2 separate regions of the Mus musculus genome follow, and region 2 is linked to region 1. A link is a contact called in public Hi-C data. All regions are on one chromosome and are shown on one strand. Each heading gives the region's core, a stretch centred on a gene start, on an enhancer-like site or on the middle of the called end of the contact. The rest is flanking DNA. Distances are from core to core; before and after follow the strand shown.

Region 1 (6,927 bases), core at 245-2,744:
ATTAGAAACTTCAGACGTCTCTCCATAGCGACAGTAAGATCAGAGAGGAAAACATAAATTGTTTTAATAACTTGCATCCTTTGTAGGGCTCAGCAAAGAGTCATTTTGAATGAGTATGTCTCATAATGCGCTTTACTAAGATATTTCATGGTTCTCAACCTAAAACCCATTATGGTTTGTTTACTAAGGAATGTAAGACACACAATCTGTATGATAAAACCAAAGGAGAAACTGGGACCAGACTGTCATTTCACAAGTCTTACTAAAATTGATGGGACTATAGATAATTCCTGGAAGACTGGCAGAACACAGTATTTTGAGGACACCAACCATAAGGCAAAGGAACATTTTGTACATTTAAGTAGCCGGTGACCAGGCTGGATGCTATGTGGGTCATATCCTGAAACACACTGGAGGTCCTTAAATAGTTAAAAGGGGATATATTGAGGAACTGTCTCAACCAGAAATAAAAATATTTAAATTGGGAAGCTTTTTATCTGTTTCCCCTCTCTGTTTTCTTTTTTCAACCTATGTTATAATTAGCTGGCCTCAAAGTGCAAGTCCTCTTGCCTCAGTCTACCCTGTGTTGAAATTACAGTCAAGCATTCCCATATTTGGCTCTTACAGGAATCTTCATTTAGAAATTTAAAGAGAGAGAGAGAGAGAGAAAGAGAGAGAGAAGACCAAAAGGAATAAATAATAAAAATGGAAGCTAGTTCTAACATATATCAATTAGTACTCAATTTTTCATTAACTTTGAATCTATAAAAACCAAGCAATGAACAACTAAATAGTTCCAGCTTTGCACTGGCTGTATGAAAAGGCATGCAAGATTGTTTCTTTCTCCTTGCAATACCCAGGGCTGCTGGCAGACCTTGGAGCTTGGAAACATTCTTGCACATTAACTTCAGGAAGAGTTCCAGGAGAAAGCTATGTTAGAAAGTAGCTGAAAATAATTGTTCAGCCTCAGCTTCCTTAACTCGACAGTAAAAGGACAACAAAATCCAATCGATGGGAAAAAACAAACAAACAAACAATTGAAAACCAGGAGGTTCAGATGTCTTTAATTTTTGCATTAGTCTCTGTAAAGACAGACTTGAGAATGGGAAAAAAAGTCACAACCTGGGAAAAGGGCACTTTTCAGAACAGGAAATCAAGCTGGGTCAGCTGGTTGTGTATATAGATCCTGCCACTTCACGCACAAACCTGGTGGCCCTTGGCTGTGTCAGGGCGAGAACACCACCTCCTGTCCTCTGTATCTCCATGGCCCACCCTGGCGGTGTTCCTAGAGTCAGAATTTAAAAGTCGGGCTGTAGATCTGAGCCAGGTTGTGGCTGGGCAGGCCCCACCGCTCTCCCGCCCCGGCCCGGCCCGGCGCCGCGGGCTCCCGCAGTTCCGCGTCTGCGCACGGCCGAGGGGCAGGAGCTGGGCTGGCCAGGGAGGCGCAGGGCGCCTCGGGAGCCAATGGGCGCGCGCGGGGGAGCCGGGCTGGCAGAGGCGGCCGGCTGGGCGCGCACTGCCGGGATGGACGGCGAGCGCCTGGCGTCGGGCTCCTCGGAGCTGGCGGTCGGGGAGAGCCCGCGGGGCGGCGCCCCGATCCCGAGTGGCAGCGGTTCCTGCAGCCTGCTGCAGGCCGATGTGCTGGATCTGGACGAGGACGAGGACGACCTGGAGGTGTTCAGTAAGGTGAGGGCAGGGGACGTGGCCATGGCCGTGGTGGCGGGGACTGCCTGTCCAGGGAAAGTTCCAGGGTGACTCAACTCTCCAATGGAGCTGGAGCTGGGGACAGTACCTCCAAGGCTGAACTAGTCGTTCCCTCCTCTTCACTTTTATCAGTGGCAGGGCCAAGGCTCATGGAGTCTGAAAAGTTCTGATTTTTTTTTTCTCTCTTCGTCTTTCCATTTTTCCTTGCTTGACAGCGACATTCCTCACCGTGTGCGGGTGGCCTGAAACTGCTTCTCCCTCCCCCCCCCCCAGCTCCTCCCCCTCCCCTAGGCTTCTTGACAATCCTAAAGTCCAGGAGAGCAATTGTGATTGCCTTAGTGCAGGGAGGTGGTTTTTGATTTACTGTTGTTATGTGTAAATGGGAGAGTTGAGTCACATTCTAAGAGAGTCTGGAAACCTGTGACCATTGGGTGTAGAAATCCTTTCAGGATTGAGAAAGCCTAGCCTCTACCACAGGCACAGCTGAAGACTTTAAATTGGGCAGTTATTCTGGTCCAACCCTCAGCTCCAGTCTGCATATTTCCTTCCCATTTGCCTTGGAAATCTAGCCTCAAAGGCGCTCCCTGGCTAGTGATATAATTAGACAGAAATGGACATACCGGCAGTAGTGGTAGACTTGATGCAAACTTGCCCTTCCTGAAAGTTGGAAACAACAACAAAAAAATACCTTTCTTTTGGCACAGTCCCAGTGTCACAGCAGTTTTTCAAAAGTGCTCAGTGGGAACATTGGATCAATGACTATTCAGTAGTGACATGTTGCCTTGAGATGTTACATGAGCCCACCAACTTAAAACTGTTAAACAGAAGTTAGCAAGTAACCAACACCCTTGGACTCCAGTGCGGAGCTCACAAACATCGTTTTGCACCCCTAGAGCATGTGAGATTGGACACCCAGTTGCATTCTAAGTAGATGGTATATCAGTTATGTGTGCTTAGTCTTTCTTTGTATTTGAATTATAAAACTGGGATTATTTCACATTTAGTTTCAATACTATCAAATTTTAATATCAATGTGTGTGTTTATGCACTCATACCTTTGCGTGCATACATACTCTCCTTTGTGCACAATTGGAGATCAGAGCTCAGCCACCATGTGGGGTCCAGGGGATTGAATCCAGGTCAACGGGTCCCATAGCAAGCACCTTACTGAGCCATCCAGAGTCCCAATACTGTTTTTTTTTTCTTTTCTTTTCTTCATTATACACACACTTTATGTTCAGATCAGTGTGAAACGTACAAACGTGAGAATGGAGTGTTGAGATTGGAAGTTGTCTATCAAAATAGTCTGGAATTGCTCTAAACTCTCCAGGTAGCCTCTTTTTTTCTAGGCTTTGTATCCCAGGACTCCCTTGGAAAATCCCCATCTTAGTGAAGCCCTGTGGTTAGAGATGCTTCTGAGGTGGCAGAGCTATTTATTTGCGTGGGTCCACGGGAATGTTGGGGATTGCTGAAGTTATAGATGTTCTCTGTGAGAAGGAAATGACGGATTGAAGCCAGAAGCCGTTTGAGAAGCACATTCTTCTGACATTGCGTAAAGCAGTATCAGAATAGGGGAAATCTCCGCAGGAATCCAGCCGTTCGCCGAGCTTTCTTTTTAAAGGTTATTATTGGAAGGCATACACTCCACAGACAGCTGTACTGGTGGTTTTGTATTCGTCTAAAAAAAAAAATATGGGTTTCCAGACCTTGTATGTTGCAGACATGCACAAATGCTCCCAGCCTTCTCGCTGCTGCTTAGCTTCTTGGGCTTGCTGCCTAGAGACCGTTAAGAACTATGCCCTTAGAAGTTGGAAAGGATGGGTGTAATACTGGTTAAAGTCTACAGAGAACACTATGCTGGAAACCTATTCAGTTACTCCCAGGCTCATTCCAAGTTGTTAAAACTTTCAACCATTAACCACCATTAGACAAGCAAAATGATGAAGGATTCCATTGGACCAATTCTTTCCATATTCCTTCCTCCTCTCCTCCTCTCAGGAGCTCTTCTACCATCCAGCCTACTCCAGGATGGAATCTGTCCAGGAGTTAGAAAGCCAACTCTCACTGCCCCATAGTGCTTTAAGATTGGTGACATTTACTTTGATAAGTCACTTTTTTTTTTCTGTAGACTATTTGTGAAGCCATTCTCTTTCAGATCACTCTAAAGAATAATCACTTTGACTGTTGAAAATATTTTCCTTCCATGGTATAGTCTACACACATGGCAAATACCTGTTCTTCTGTAAAAGGCTCTAAGTATTCTTGGGGAAAACATTCAGTATATATGTTTCTTCCTATCATACTCTCAAAACAAGATGCCAAAATGGACAGACACTAAGCAGCAAAATACCGCAGGGAGAATGGGAAGCAAAGCAACCTGGGTTGAGTTTTCAAAAAGCCACTGGGTAGTAATTGCTATCAAGTCTAAAAGAAGAGGGAAAAAAAGGAAGTGCAGTAAGGTAGTAAGTCTTTAAAAGAATAACTAAAGGAGACCGGAGAATATAGCCAACGGCACAGGGCAATAAGGTAAAAAGAAAATAATATGCAAATAACAGCAATCATGTAAAATTTGTCTTTGAACTTGGCCACTAGGAGATAAAAGAAAAGTTACCTGAAAGAAAAGAGGCTAGTTCCTTACTTTTGGCAGATATAGACATGTGTTATACAGGTGTCTGCTTTGTATACATATTTACATGAGCTTGTGCACTTGAGGACTTGAGGTTGACTTCCAGTATCTTCCTTCCAGTATACTCTCCACCCTGTATATTACAAGGCCACCCAGTGAGGTCAGAGCTGGCATTTTTGCTAGTCTGGACAGGAGAGCCCCTTTATCTTTCTCCTATGTTGGCATTAACAGGCTACTTCCTGTTAACTAATTGGCAGGCTACTTCCAGCCCCACCCTGCCTTTTACTTTGGTTCTGGAGATCAGAACTCTTAATAATTAAGTTGTACAGCTAGGACATTACCTGCTGAGCCACCAGGCAAGTTCAAAGTCTCTTTAGGGACATGTTGAACATTATTTGAAAATTACATATACACACAAAGCTGCCTTTATTTTTATTACACACCATCACATCTACTTACTTTTGAGATGTAGGACTTGTACCTTCAAATACAATAGGTCAATATGCTTCTAAAACATATTAGACCAGGATGCATCAGTGGTAAATAGTGCTTGCTGCTCTTGCAGAGGTCCCCAGCACCCATGTGGCACGGCACGACGTGTAAGCACCCTCAACTCCAGGACACCCTCGTCTCAATAGACACCTCCACATCTACACATGCACACACATTCACACATAGTCATATGAACTAAAAACCAAAAAAGCTCTTAAAAATGGACCATAAAGAAGTTTTGAACTATGAGGACCAGGGGCAGATCTAGTTACAATCTCTATCAAGGCCACAGAATGGGTCACTTTGTATTTTGTTTATAAACTTTGGAAAGAAAGAGCTGATCTATAGAAGCCAATATATCTTCTGTGAATATGGAAACTTTTAGATTATTTTATGGTTAAATAGAAGTTTAATAATAGATATGTTTATTTTGGAGGGGTTTGAAAGAATACCACATTCTTGTATAAAAGGTTATTTTTGAGAGAAAATACAGTATCATTATTGAGACACTCAACCTTTTTATTACTCTAATGGAATACCTAAGACTAAATCACTTTATGAATAAAAGGACTTTACTTATCACAGGGTGCTAGTGGCTCAGGGATATGATTATCAGCTCAGCTGGGGAGAAGGCCTCCTGTACTTCATCTGGGTGGAGTACAGGGAACAAGGGAACTATCACGTTTCCGAAAAGGAAGCCAGAGGGACCAGGAGAGGCCTCAGTATGGTTTTATATAAAAGACTCTCTTGAATGAGCCAAGTCTGTATCCCATGAGTACTCATTTAAGCCTAAGCATCCCTCAGCAAATCTAACCTTCTTCGGGTTCCACCACCTCCAGTAACCACACACTGACACAAAGCTCCTAAGACCATATGAAAACCACAGCAATGACAGAGCGACATACTATATTAGCCAACTAGTCTATCAGGTATATATCGATCTATATAAATATGTAATGTTTATAGCTATAATATAATCCATTATACTATGTATATATTATATATCATATAATAAACATTAATTATATATGTATCATGTATCACATATTTATTATATAGTAATTATATATTATATTATGTATCATATACCATATAGTCTCTATTCTCTTTATTATGTATTTATAATTATACAAATATATACATATATATTTATATATAAAAAGTTTGGAAATCTATATACTTCATGTTTTTTTTTCCCAATCTCTGTTTTGTGTTAGATGCTCTAACAGTAATTACCCTGATAAAAATCAGAATTTTCTTTCATTATTTAAATGATATATTCATGTAGGGACTACTTATAGGATTTATTATCTATATTAAGGTACAAACAAGGTCAAACAAGGTCCAGGGAAGCACTAAGTCTAATAGTAACAGAAATCCATTTGCATTGCTCTGCTGTAAAGGGAGGAGGCATAAAAACTGTTGCAGGCTGGAGTTGTGGAGAAGGGGGCCAACTGTACTTACAGAGCAATTCAGCCACAGCCAGCAGGGTTGTAGGGAGGTAGAGAAACAACATGGAGCATGCTTTCTGAGTTCCCCCTTGACCTTCACTGGGTAACATGCTCATGTTTTTTGCCAGGAAAGCTGCCACAGTGAGATCATTAGAGGGGCAAGCCTTCTAGCATAGAGCACTTAGAGGGAGCCCAAGGTTGAAAATGAAGGCTAGCTTGGTTAGACCATACGGATTTCCAAAAGGCAGAGAGTAGCTTCGGATGAAGCTTACTGCTGTGCATCTCTCAGTTCACCTGCTCATCTGTGATGCAGCCTATCATCCTCTATCAAGCAACACACTCTGTGCCTCTTTCCTGGAATCTCTGGGTGGAGAGGCTGTGACTCTCTTAACCAATACCAATTCTCCTGGTATGATAGAAACAGTGCTTTACTGGTTCTAAGGCCAGTTCATAAAAATGACCACAGAGTCTTCTTTGTCTAGAGGAGCACTGTCTGAAAAGCCCATCCATGTATTTTCTTCAGATCTGCTATCTGGTCAGAAACACTGCAAGAGGCTGTTAATTTATATATATATATATATGTTTCAGACTGCTACATTTTTTATATTACTTACTTATTTTGAGGAACTGGATATTGAATACAGGGCCTTATGC
Region 2 (6,638 bases), core at 3,205-5,704, 730 kb after region 1:
CATAATTTACTAATCAATAATTAAGGATTGGCAGAAAAATATTTTGTAAGTATTCTGTCTGTTGTTGCTGCCGTTATCCATACAGATTTATATAGTTGGGGTTTGCTCACATAATCCCTCTAACTTTATGAAAATAGAAAACATGAAATGCATATTCCTATCTAGGATCCAGAGCTCAATGTAAGTCCACATGTATTTCTACATGAATGACGCCTCTCCATTACCTGGTGTGGCACTAAATCATCCCAGAAAGAAGCTGTTTCTAGGAAGGACACTACAGGGAAGGGTTGAATTGTCCTCACAATTAAAGAGCAATCCTTTATATCTAAATGTGATATGAAAACCTGCATATGAAGTCTGCTCTGAAGAAAATGAGATTATATACATTGCGCTGCCGAAGACTCCCCTGCCTGAGAATTCATGTCACGTGATCTCACAAGCTGTGAGCATCATGGAAGACTCTTCTAAACTAAACCCTCCCAAGCCTGGGAGCATTGCCTGCCACGCAGTTTTCCTGTATATGTGAGTTGTTATTTAAGCATAAAGTTTCAAATCATTTTTACTTTAATGTCAGTCTCCTTCAGAGGCTATTTGCAGAATCCAGCGTAAAGTACAAAAAAAGTTGTTAGAATCCCTTATCCCCAGCACTGGGGGAAAAGTCAGAACAACAAATGACATCATAAATAGTGTAGCCTTAGAATCTGCGGCTGGAAGAGCAGTAAATTCCTCTTTCCAGTCTGCCATTTGAGCTTTACAGGAGTTCTTTCTTGTATTGTTTAATTTCTAGCATTCTCAGAAGGTGGTTTATGCCTGTTTGTCCAGCAGGAGGTTGACTTGACCTACTGTGAAGAACAATTGCCATCTCACGGTTGCCACCTTCTACCTGTCTCAATTCACAGACCTTCTTCTATCTTGGCACCTCTGAAAGAAAAACAAAGCAATACATCCATCCCACTTGTATCATTTTATTTTAATTTTTTTGTTTTGTTTTATTTTCCTGATTTTTGATTTTTTAATTGGTTGTTTTATTTGTTTACATTGACCAGTTTCCCCTCTGAGTACTCCCTATCCCATCCCCATGCCCCTGTTTCTATTAGGGTGCTCCCCCACCTACCTACTCCCACCTCCCCGCCCTAGCATTCCCCTACACTGGGGCATGGAGCCTTCTCAAGACCAAGGGTCTCTCCTTCCTTGATGTATGACAAGGCCATCCTCTGCTACATATGCAGCTGGAGCCTTGGGTGGCTCCGTGTGTACTCTTTGGTTGATGGTTTCGTCCCTGGGAAGCTCTGGAGGTTCTGGTTGGTTGATATTGTTCTTCCTATAAGGTTGCAAACCCCTTCAGCTCCTTCAGTCCTTCCCCTAACTCCTCCATTGGGGTCCCCTTGCTCAGTCCAATGGTTGGCTGCAAGCATACACACACACACACACACACACACACACACACACACACACACATACACGCAGGTATTGTGATTCTCATGTGTAGGTCAGAAGACAGGAGTGTGGATCGTTCTAGCCTGCACCGTTAGTGGGTTAGGGAGATGGCACTCAGGAGATCAGGCTTATGCTGATCAATCTACTTCTGCCATGATTTTGTAACATCCTCCCCTTGCTAGGGTAGATAGGAAAACACTAAAAGAAAACTATTGCATCAGTCTCATGCTTTGTTGTTACTTTGTAATGTTCCCGCCTTCATTTAATCCTTTCCAATCAGCCAGGCCAGAAATAGTCAATGGTTCCTTTTCTGTTCTTTCTTTTTGTTTCCTTTTTTTTTTTTTTTTTTTTTTTTGAGACAGGGTTTTGTGTAGCCTGATCTGTCTTCAAACTCACTACAGAGCCAATGATAACCTTTAATTCCTGGTCCTGCCTGTAGTGTTAGGATTATAGGTATGGGTGATCATGTCTGATTTTCTACCATTTCTTTACTAAAAGACATTATCCATCATCAAGGCAAGCCCTCTCTACCAAATGATCTCCATGCTCAATGCTAAGACATTTGTTTTGTACCTAACTTCATAGTTACCAAACCTCGGCCTTATCATCACTAGCCTTGCCTAGCCTATTTCTCCGTATCCTACCTGTGTTCTAAAGTATAACATATTCAAAGAGAATTTCTTCCCCCCCCCACTTCCTCCTCCTCTTCCTCTTCCTTCACCTCTTTCTCTTCCTCCTTCACCTCTTCTTCATCCTCCTCCTTCTCCATCTTTTCATCTTTTCCTCTTTTTCCTCTTCCCCCTCCTTTTCCCAACACACACCTGTCTACATCAAGACATCCTTGCTATTCTGAGAAACACTATAATTTTTCCTTAGCATTTTATATATTTATAATTACATGACAATTTGCTTGTTTAGTATTTCATTGCTTCCTCTCCTCTTGGCTACCATTCCCATAGCCACTGGTTAATGAGTGCTTGCTGAACAGAATCTTGTGACTAACAACTTTGGAACAAGGAAGATGGCTCAGTGGGTAAAGCATTTGCCGTGCACACTTGAGAACCTAGGTTCGAACCTCCAGAACTCATGCAAAAGCTGGGTGCTGTGCGATGTAGACACATCTGTAATTTCATATGTTCCTAGAGCAAGATGACAGCAGAGCCAATAGAATCCCTGGATACTCGGTGCCAAACCACAGAGAAGAGGCTGTCGCATGCAAAGTTAAAGGCAAAGACCAACACTTGAGGATGTCCTCTGACCTCTACACACAGTGTGGCATACACACATGTGACCCCTCACCTCCCCCCCACACATATCATACACATACACACACACACACACACACACACACACACACACACACACATACACACACACACACACACACACACACACACACACACACACACGGAAAATAAAAAGAAAAAAAAACCAAGCTCAGTAAGATTATGACCAGGTTCGTATTTAAATAACCAAACTGAGGCCCAAATGAGGCCCAAATGAGGAAGAAATGGGAATTACCCATTTTATCACTTCTGTATTTAGAAAAGCATTTAATCTAGCCCTCATCCTTTCATGAGTCTGACCTTTTACATTTTAAATATGACAAGTTAGGATACCTTGCTCAAGAGTACTATTCCTTCTGTTCTTATTTTCTGTGACTGGCTCAGGGCACTAGACTACAATGTCACCCTTTTCAACCAATCACTAGGTGCTGCTTATAAAAACTGCCACTTTTACCTCCATGGCCGGCACTGATAGTGGCTACTCTCAAGTATCTTTGCTGTATTCTCCGCCATGTCTGTCTTTCCTGTTATCTGCTTTAATGCTTGGCTCCCTCTTAGTCCTTCACACGTTTTTATTACAAGGAAACTATTGGCTGGTGAGTACTTTTGCATAGTTTCTTTACTCCTTCAGAACTGCCCAGTAATGTTGCTACCGCCCCTCCCTCAACAGCTGATGTATGCTTAGAAGAAAAAAGCAATTTTAATAGTGTCTGGAGGTAAACACAATTAGGAAACAAATCTTTGTAGGAAAAAAAAATCCACAATAATGCTTTCCAGAGCCAAGTATAATTGGTTTATTTTAAATATCTTATATTCACTTGTCAGGCTGATTTCCAGAATCTAAAGTCTCATTCATCATTTCCATCCTCACCTCAGATGTTGCTTCAAAGGTTATTTGAAGTGTTGTTCATAATTACTAACTATCATAGTTTTGCAGAAATCAAAATACCAAGGACAAATATAGGCAAGGCAGCTGTAAATGTTTTTCCTCTAAATAAACTCTCAAATCTTCTTCCTGCTTAAAAAAAAAATTTAACCACATGAATTCTGCTAGAAACTGTTAATAAGCCTACAAATAAATTTGATTCAATAAATACTACATGCCTGGTGCATATGGCCCTCGGGAAAGGCAGAAATGAATACGTATTTTTTTTTTAACTCTCAAAAACTCATCTATCAAAAAGCACTTACTTCAAATCTTTGTCACAAAGATTAAATGAGTTAATACTTATGACGCAATTAGGGCAGGACCTTAGCATGTACTGGGCTCCAGAATTTTAACTCCAATTATTACTATTTATTGTAATAATCATAGTATTATTATTTGTGATACTGACAGATGCCCGCCACTATTGTAACTCAAAGAATCTAAATATGGACCTCATTGGAATTGTTCTAGCTATTTTAAGTATTTTTTTTCAACTTCATTTCTGGTTAGGGTTATGTTTAGACTTAGGCTTAAGATTAGAGAGTTAGGTTTAGAGGATTAAGGATAATATTAGGGTCCATTTGCCTTGAAAATACATCCATCTAAGCAGTAAGTCCAATAGGGTCTGACCCAGCCTTGAGAATTTCAAACTTAAGACCAAAACAGTCAAGTCTTTCCTTACCCGTTTCTACAGAAAGCCTCCGGTTCCAGATAAAAGCAGCTTGAGGGATGAAGGGTTACTTGGGCTAACATTCTGGGACACGGGATGTCTGTAGGCAGTGAGAGGACACTATCAACCACATTTAAGGTCAGATGATAGAGGGAAATGAGGCTTGTGTTCCGCCTTGTCTAGGAGCCCAGCCCAAGGTTAAAGTGGGTCTGGCTTGCCCAGAGATTTATATCTAGCTCATTCTAGATTCTTCCATTGTCAGTCTGTACTAACTATCAGCAGGCATTTCTTCCTGGGAAATGAGGGTTCCAGCTCCACTGAATGCCACTTCTTGGCTATTCTTAAGTAAACTTAACTAGCAGGTGAAATTGGTAGTATAAGGTGAGTTTTTGTTCTCGTTCCTGTTGTTTGGTTGGGAGGAAGGCTTGGTTTTTGGTTTGGTTTTGATTTTGGTTTTTGGGGGTTTTTTTGTTTTTGTTTTTGTACTCTATAAATTTTTCATACTCTATAAAATGGTATAAGAATAAGAAATAACTATATAATGCAGTAAGCCCTACTTATTACCCACTACTGGCAGCATTTCCCACCTATTAAGTCATCTAATTTTCGTAACAACCAACAATTGTTTCCAATTTACAGAAAAGGAGGTTTCAGAATAGAGAGGTGATGTAATCTGTCCAAGGTCACGCAGTTACTTAGCCAGCATTTGAGATGAGTCAGTGTTCTTAACCACAATACTGTATTGGTTCTTACCCTACCTAGATAATAACTTCTGCCTAAACCAAAGACTTCATGTGTGCCAAAGCCAGAAGCCCCAGAGTCCCCTCAAAGTGAGACAGAGACCATTGTCATATCCTATTGTACTGTTGAGCTGGCTCCCCCAGTGAGAATCACCATGCATCTAATAATGCCTGGGATAGTCCAGGGGAACGACTAGCTTACTCCTCTTTCACTTACAAAAGCATCCTCCCATATGTTGTATTTTGGATATACACATAATATAGGCTCTCCCTTTGGATATACACACAATACAGGATCTCCCTTTGTAGCCCAAGCTGGCCTCTAACCTGCATTTTTCCTATCCCAGACTGTGAAGACTAGGATTATAAGCCACCATGCCCAGCCTACCTGTGAACCTTTAATTTACAATTGCCAAATAGAGGAAATGAGCTTGTGTTGCGTGTCTATTTTTGTGTGCCTCTGTGGGTATGTGTATGTGTGCAAAATGTTGTGTCCTTGGCCTTTAAAATGCCTTTTCAATTTATTTTGCGTAGATTTCTACCCTTAAAATGTATCACATTGATCCCTTGGTGGAAGGTTGGGCATGGGTATAGGGGAGCAACAGGCCTTTTTTTGGTTACCACAAAATTATAATTGGAAACAAAGCATTTTTGCATCTTCCTGTTTAGTTAATGAACGCCTGCTCAATTGTGTGAATGTACCTTTGTCCAAATATACTGCCAGTCACTTTTCACATGCTTTGTCCTTTCTGAATTCATAGATCCACGTGCGTGGTGTGAAAATTCAAGGATTCTAAGCTCTGGTAGGAGCTTCGTCAGGTTTTTAGGGTGTATACAGAGTTATGGACTGTTAGTTCTCCTGCCAGACTTGGTTCTTTGTCATGGGTCTTTGTCCTTGGTGCTGTTTTGTTTTATGAATTTGGCTTGTCTCCTTTAATGCAAAATAGAAAAGAAAAGCAGCAATTACAGCTGCTTTCTGTGCCTCTGGGCACCCGCCACCTGTCACTTATCATTGCCGTACTGATAAAGTGACTCTCTTGGTACGGATTCTAAGTAGACATCTGACTGAAATGCCCTCTGTGTCTTCTCCCTCTGGTGAAATCGTACCCACCTTTCCAGGCTCAGGGTATGTCTCTGCACTTCTGTGAACCCTGCAGACACAATTAATTACCACGCCATCTGCAAAAAGGCAGTCTTGTTTACTCCGGATGATGGTCTCACCTTTGTCTGTCATCCCTCTAGGTTGTGGGCTCGATCAGGGAAGAAGGACCAGTTTTTGTTTGGTTTTGTTGAACCTACAGAAAGATCTGGAATGCAAGTACTTGATGAACGTTTGATGACCGACTAGTGTGTTACAGGAGTCAATGTTTTTCTTTGTTTAAACTGCATTGGTTATATAGCTAACTGATTAATTATAATATCATAAATATCTCTTTTCCATAGGAAGGAAAACTGAGCCATTGCAGAAGGCAGGGGAAATGAGAATATAGACCGTTCCACAGGGACCAAACTCACTAGATGTATTCAAATCACAAAGTACTTATTCTCCAAAGACAATGAAGATAATTTTTATTTAA

The links. Hi-C and Micro-C count contacts between places; a contact is called where the count stands out from the background.
Region 2: a contact with region 1 is called in a Hi-C map of Sertoli cells, with 5 times the contacts expected there. The contact joins the enhancer-like site here to the promoter of Snx7 in region 1. A contact is called at or near these places in 3 of 39 promoter capture datasets (the SN4741 cell line, hippocampal neurons and liver) and 4 of 484 Hi-C or Micro-C datasets (Sertoli cells, adipose-derived mesenchymal stem cells, cerebral cortex and 1 more).

What each region holds. Positions count from the first base shown.
Region 1 is chr3:117,863,503-117,870,429 of GRCm38.p6, reverse strand. Snx7 (sorting nexin 7) reads left to right here and starts at 1,494. Exons shown (of 9, transcript NM_029655.3): 1 at 1,494-1,686. The coding sequence starts at 1,525.
Region 2 is chr3:117,138,412-117,145,049 of GRCm38.p6, reverse strand. No RefSeq gene overlaps it. Among named protein-coding and RNA genes, the nearest start is that of 1700061I17Rik, 64 kb to the right of the region's middle. Within about 2 kb of position 4,454, at least 19 of the 459 cell types and tissues checked have an H3K27ac peak or open chromatin away from gene starts, as enhancers often do. A contact at or near this core is called in Sertoli cells, where this site is marked.